Regions from separate parts of the Mus musculus genome. Here region 2 is linked to region 1. Evidence: chromatin contacts called from public promoter capture Hi-C data. All regions are on one chromosome and are shown on one strand. The core of a region is the stretch at or near the end of the contact, and the rest is flanking DNA. Distances in the headings are between cores, read along the strand shown. Region 1 overlaps Ifnar2 (interferon (alpha and beta) receptor 2). Region 2 overlaps Ifngr2 (interferon gamma receptor 2).

What was found. Capture Hi-C pulls out chosen DNA fragments and counts their contacts.
Region 2: a promoter capture Hi-C map of liver shows a contact between it and region 1. The contact joins two enhancer-like sites. A contact is called at or near these places in 4 of 39 promoter capture datasets (the C10 cell line, embryonic stem cells and macrophages), 4 of 484 Hi-C or Micro-C datasets (the CH12 cell line, bone marrow-derived macrophages, cardiomyocytes and 1 more), 20 of 115 datasets of contacts at active chromatin or transcription factors (the 230-238 cell line, CD8 T cells, the HPC-7 cell line and 11 more) and 4 of 9 other capture datasets (adipose tissue, liver, macrophages and 1 more).

The regions. Positions count from the first base shown.
Region 1 is chr16:91,384,050-91,387,494 of GRCm38.p6, reverse strand. Ifnar2 (interferon (alpha and beta) receptor 2) reads right to left here. Exons shown (of 9, transcript NM_010509.2): 3 at 2,471-2,512; 4 at 1,430-1,553. Among named protein-coding and RNA genes, the nearest start is that of Gm36587, 6.4 kb to the right of the region's middle. Within about 2 kb of position 1,689, at least 44 of the 459 cell types and tissues checked have an H3K27ac peak or open chromatin away from gene starts, as enhancers often do. A contact at or near this core is called in bone marrow-derived macrophages, liver and microglia, where this site is marked.
Region 2 is chr16:91,560,427-91,563,552 of GRCm38.p6, reverse strand. It overlaps Ifngr2 (interferon gamma receptor 2), which reads right to left. Exons shown (of 7, transcript NM_008338.4): 5 at 2,849-3,008; 6 at 1,776-1,933; 7 at 1-682. The coding sequence ends at 548. Among named protein-coding and RNA genes, the nearest start is that of Ifngr2, 15 kb to the right of the region's middle. Within about 2 kb of position 1,537, at least 41 of the 459 cell types and tissues checked have an H3K27ac peak or open chromatin away from gene starts, as enhancers often do. A contact at or near this core is called in bone marrow-derived macrophages, liver and microglia, where this site is marked.

The sequences.
Region 1 (3,445 bases), core at 440-2,939:
GGCTGAAGGTCACATAGCCTTACATCTTAAGTCAGAATTCTGTTCATTTAGGGACATCAGGGACAGCTGATTCACCAAGCTTGGGAAAGTAAGGGAGTGTGCTAGTTAGTTCCAACTGTCAACAGGAGATAGAAGAGAACCCAGGGTTGAAGGATTATCTAGGTTCGCCTGTGGGCATGTCTGCAGGTGACCATCTCCATGGTTAACTGTAGGGTGGCTGGCAGCCTTCTGTGGGTTGGGCATTGGATTGTGTAATGATGGAAAGCTAGCTGGGTAGTTTGCAAGCAAGGGAGCCCAGCATGTATCCTCTCTCTGCTCAGGACTGATGGGATACCTGAAACTCCTGCCTTGAGTTCCCTCGACAACCACCCGTTGCTTCCCAAGTTCCTTTTGGCCAGAGTATTTTATCACAACCACAGAGATGAAACCAGAACGCGCAAGCTAGCGATATGTGTGATCATCAGCAGAGGAAATGTGAGTTTTGCAGGAGGAAGGCAAAGTCACAAGACACTCATGCTTTCTCCTGGCTGGTATAACCGTTGGAGTTATGATATACAAGAGAATAGACAGTTTCGGGCCAGGGCTACAGGACTTACATCATAGATACACTCTCTCCAAAGAGCTACTGAGAAAAGCAAGGACTTCGGAAAGCGGCTGTTGTTTGTGGGCAGAGGAGGGCCAAGGTGGTCCCTGCCAATTCCATCCTTATCCCCATAGCAATGTTTAGGCAAAGACAAAAACTCTGGGCTAAATATTAAGCAGTCCAGTGATCTAGTGGCTTTGGACCCAAGCTTGCCAAGTAGGGCTTTCTGGAGTATACCTTGTCTCCATGAGTAAAGAAACAGGGACATAAACCACCAATATGGTCACGAGACCTTGAGCCTGATGGAAATTCGGACTTGTAAACTCTAGAGTGACCTCGGAGGAATCACTGTGCAAACTGCAAACTGCCAGGATTTGGCTTATAAACACAAGCTTGGCTCCTGCTGCAATAGCTTTGGGCTACAGAAGAATTTAAATTAATTAGGAAAGGATAGGTGTTTTGACTTTGGCCTTTTATGAGTCAGAAAACAAAAAAAACAAAACAAAACAAAACAAACAAACAAACAAAAAACCCCAACAAGACAGAGAACTGGAAAGATGGCTGGCCAGATAACCTAGCAAAAAACTCAAGCCCAGTGAGAGAGACTGTGTCAAAAAATAAGGCAGAGAGTGATTGAGGAACTTCCAGTGTCAACACACACACACACACACACACACACACACACACACACACACACCCCTCCCCAAAACATGTAAGTTAACCTAAAAAGTTCTGGGGCAGGAAGTATGCCTAGCGAGGGGAGAAACCATGCAATGGAGGAGAGGTAACATACTCAGTGAGAGAGAGAGAAAAAACAAAAAACACAAAAAGGCCACGCCAACTGACCTCATGACTGTGTACCAGAGGGTGTAGTTAGCGGGTGGGCCAGACTTGTTCTCTAATTCCCAGGATAAAATTAGCCGGGAATTTCGTATTGTTATGTTTATAGTGCAAGGTTCATCTGGATACCCTAGAAAGAACAGGAGGCAACGATGAGAAGAAACGATGAGAAGAAACGATGAGATTTGGAACTAGGGTGGCACTCCCTTAGGAGCTCGGACACACACGGCTCACAGGCAAGCCCTAGTGGAAGCATTCTGGCACTTAGACCAAGCAGGAAGTCCACTGGACACGGGAAGTGAAGCAATTCAGTTGATTAGTGACAACTTATTATCAGGGCAGGAAAACTAACAAATGGGAACTCGGCACCCTGTAAACACAGGACAAAGGGCTTCTCTGAACTGTTTTGAGTTCACGGATTCAAAATATTCCTCTCTCAACTGGCCCATAAACTGCTGTGCCACCCACCCCTCTCCCCCTCATTCCTCCCTCCCTCCCCAACTGTCCCTCTTTCTCTCTCTCCCCCACACTCTCCCTTTTCTGTCTCCCTCCCTCCTGAAGTCTCTCCCCATTATCCTTCCCTCCCCACCCCCCTCCTTCCCACCCTTGATCTCAAATCCCCACTGCATTTTTATTCCCCTCATCACACAAAGGAGAACAAATTTCAGTTGAAGAAATTTATTTTCCTTTGCCTGAAACTAATCTGTAGACGATTGGAAATTAAAGAGACATTCGTCTGGACCCTGTTCTGTTTTCTTCATCCTTTTCTTAGTGAGCTGAAAAGCTTCAGTGTGCCTTTAAGAGGGCCTCCTAATAATCACTAGTGCTTTTTTTGTTTTTGTTTTTGTTTTTGTTTTTGTTCCCTCTTATAATAGTTTAGAGCACAAATAATGAAAAACACCCTTAGCTCCTCTACCTAGAAAGGATTCCAATAAACTGGTCAGCATATCTGGGGTCAGAAATCAAACTCCCCCCCCCCTTTCCTGCCTGTTAGCCAGATACTTTGACCCTTACATTAAATTCAGTCAAGCTCAGAACAGTTCTTACCATCAAAAGCAGACGGTGTGATAGTCTCTAGGCTCGCAGACACTAGAAGGAAGCACAACAGATTACAACAGGGCTTGTTACGGGCCCAGACTGTCAACATTACTCTAAATGTAAGGCTCTATGACATACATGTGCTACTTAAGGGTTGAGATTTTCTTGTGCTAACAAAAATCCTGTGGAGAGTATGGATGCTCTTGGGTAATGTGGTATGGCCGACATGACACGTGTGCCATCTGAAGGTGGCAATCGGGGCGGATGTAAAGTGAGGCCGCTGGGACTTGACACAAACGGCAGGGGTTGGAAGGGTTGAGAGAGTGTCTGAGAAGTGGCTGTCTATGTGACACATTTCTCGGAACAGAAATAAGCACGCTGTTAATTAATACATTTAAAGTAAAGATATTTAACAAGAGTGGCAGATGAAGAGAGGGTATTTGTGATTGGAGTTAGTGAGTGTCGTCCCTTAGAGTAGGGATGGGCAAGAGGGGTCATTTGTTTCCTGATCTTGCAGTGACTTACAGGGAGTAGAGTTCCTGGTATTTTTTAGAAACCATAGGCGGGACACATTAACTGTGGATGTCCACACTGAGACATTTGTCATACTCCTGGATCCGCTGAGGACAATGAATGGGAGAGATGACATTGTGGAATTCAAACAGTTCAGAGGAAGGAACAGAAAGGACGTGAAGAAATACAGATATAGAAAAGATAAGGGCTAAAAAGAAAGGAAGAGTATAAATCAATGTGTAGGGATGGATTTTTCAAGTTAGTTTATATGGGAAGAGATAAAGGGATGGCCACCTTCTAAACGCCACCGGGCGTGAGATTCAGGGTGTGCAGAGCCGCAACCCTTTGAATTATAAACAAGGCCGTTTCCTGAATATGGCTGTAGCCTATATTATTCTGGCTTAGCTAAAATGAAGGGGAAGACCCCCGTGGGGTGCCTGATGCTGGCCGTGCTGATCTGGGTTCTCCAGA
Region 2 (3,126 bases), core at 288-2,787, 180 kb before region 1:
TTTTATCTCTAGATTAAAAAAAAAAAAAAAAGACTTAAATTACCAGGACATTATTTACAAGATTAATCACCTCTCTGTGAGTGAGGTGCTGGGGTGGGTGGGGCGTGTACGTGCTAGGCAAGCACCGAGCCCAGGGGTCTCACATTTAAGCCATCACATTGGACATGAAGGGGACACTAAGGGCCCCTCTTTGTGACAGGCAGGGTTGGCTGGGACAACTCATTTTCCAGAGTGAAGGCAAGGAAGGACCCAGTCTTCTGACAGCAGGGGCAGCTAACACTGGAGAAAGCACCACACACAGGTTTGCCGCCACGTTGCCAGTAATGAGCAGTTGTCTTTTTAGTGTTTAAGAGAAGCGCTTGGTTTGTTTTTGTTTTTGTTTTGTTTCTGAGATATCTTTCTGTGGAATCCTTTTAAATACTTGTAGCATCCAGAAAACTCATAAAGAACAAACACTACACCATCTTCCCCAGTCCTGGGGCCCTGGGGATCTCTCTCGGGTGCACTGATCGCTGCCCTCCTGGGCAAGCAGAGACCCTGGCCTGGTTCACGGTGTTTGGAGCACATCATCTCGCTCCTTTTCTGGAGAAGAAATAATTGACACGGAGTCCCAGGAGTCCTCCTTCGGTGAACCGTCCTTGTCCAAGACCTCTAAGATGAATTGGTCTGGGTCCTTTAGATACTAGAAAAGGATAGAAGGCCAGCCAGTTACAGACAGTCCGATACAATGTCCCTACTTGTAGTTGATGTAGTCATATTATAATCAGGTACAACTCCACTTTGTCCATCAATGAAGTGATACCACCACCAATCGTCATTGTTAACTGTTGTGACCCTAGGGGTCAAGCCCAGGCCTGGCACACGGTAAGGGCACACTGCTGCTAACTCATGCTCAGCCCTGATTTCCAGCACGTGCCTGCCTCTTCAGCCCTCATCTCTGTAATGGCGCAGGCCCAGGTGTAGCTCAGAGCAAGAGCGCTTGTCTAGAAAGTACAAGGGCCTGGGCTCCATCCTCTGTTCATCTGATGAAAGCTGGGAAGGGCAGAACTCAGGAAAAGTGGGAATCCCCACTGTGCCCAGCTGTGGCAGGATAAAGCAGGGAACGTCCCTAAACTCTAGCCCCTCCTTCCACCTGCACACAACCCTGGACGCATCTGGGTGGGGCTAGGATCCTCACAGTGAAGAGGGGTCTCACAGCCCTGAACTTTCTTTCCCTTTTGCTCTTGGCTATAAACCCCCCAGGATTCCAGGGCTCCATCCGCAGCTCTTAGAAGTGCTATCGGCCAATGGAAAGAGGAACAGAAGTCATGTGCGTGCCATGTGAAACCTCAGACACAGAAGCGGAAACCAATCTCTACTCTCAAGTAACGTCAGCAGCCTCTGGCAGTTCTTCACACTTTCCCAAGAAAGTACAGCAAAACCTTAGATTTCTGCCCCAGAGAAACAACTGTGGTGGCCCAGGCTCAGTTCCTCTGAGGGCTGTACCTGAGAGTCAGGACGAGCCCAGTGAAAGCTCAAGGGCCATCGGGAACTGTTACTCTTTGGCAGTGTCAACAAGGGAAACCTTTAACCCATCACCACGAGCCACGTGTTATATAGACTCTGACCTAACCCAACAGCCATTTTACTACTTAGTTATTCTGTGTGAACGTATGTGGGTGGGCATGTGCCCACGCACGGGGGCGGGGGGGGCAGAGGACGGCACGGGGTGTCCATTCTCGCCTACCACGAGGGGGCGGGGCCACAGCGGGTCACTCGCGCATCTGCGCACTGACCTCTTCGATTTGTTCCGGGATGTTTGGCGGAGCCTGAAACCAGTACTTCACTCGGCTTTGGTATTTGAGGAACAGGGTGAAGCAGGCGCCCGTCAGGCCGAGCAGCAATGCGAAGATGCCCAACGGAATCAGGATGACTTGCTGCAGCCTGGCGGAGGCTAAAGAAGATGACACAGAAGTGAGCAAGCCGCCAGCAGCAGTCCACGCCCCATCTCCCACTGCTGGGCCGTTTTCTCGTCCCAGGAAGACCCACAGGCCCTCTCTACCCCCTTGCCTCAATATGCGCTTAAACTAATAATTTTGACCTGAACATGTAAAACCTGAAAATTTCTATTCAAAAATCAAAAACTGCCCTGTCATAATACCACAAATGGAAAATTCCACATCCAAATTCACCTGATGGGCCCCGGTGCAATTGGAGCGGTGAGATGGTTCAGCAAATGAAGTTGCCTGCCTCTAAGACCGACAGGCCTGCATTTTGTCCTGAAGACCCATGTGTGACAGCAGAGGGCAGTGTGAACGTCCTCTATCCTGTCACAATACCACAGAGTGTCCTCTGACGGCCACTCAAGTGTACTCACATGACATGTATGCATGCACGCTCCCACACACACGCGTGCACACACACACACACACACACACACATGCACACAAACCCCCCACTTAAGTAAGCAAAAAATGCAATAAAAAATTCTATACCAGTGTACTAAAAATATTATATAAAGCCTCCTTCAGGCTATGCATGCAAGGTGTCTATGAAAACATAAGGGAATTTTATGGTCAGATTTAGGATTCATCCCTAAGACACCTCATTTTATATATATATGCAAACATTTTAAAATCTGAAACAAGACGACCACAAATCTGACATACTCCTGGTCCCAGGCGTTGTGGCTGCTGCTCAGCCTAGTCACACAGCCATTGCTGCTGAGACCTCAATATAATTCTCCTGTCGGGTAAGCACTTCCGGTCTCTTCTCCGACCACCAGCCACATGCCACAGCATGCCATCCTAACCACTTCAGGAGAAGCCTTTTTTGCAGCAGGTAATGGATACATGAAGGTATGTCCTACCATTTGCTGTTGTTTCGTGACAGGATACATTGCTCAAGAGCCCATGTGGTCGGATTTTTTTGTTTTTCAAAATCAGTTGTGCCTCAGTTTGTAAACAATATACTCTGTATGGCTTCAGATTGCCCAGCACAATGGAGTTGCTCTTGAAAGGGCCTTCAACCTGTGTAGACAGCACCAGAGCCACACAGGTCAGACGGACAGACAGACAGACAGACAAGCAGAGGGACAGATGGGGCCATGCAGCTTCTAGCTTTTCTAGTGACTCCTCAAATCCACAG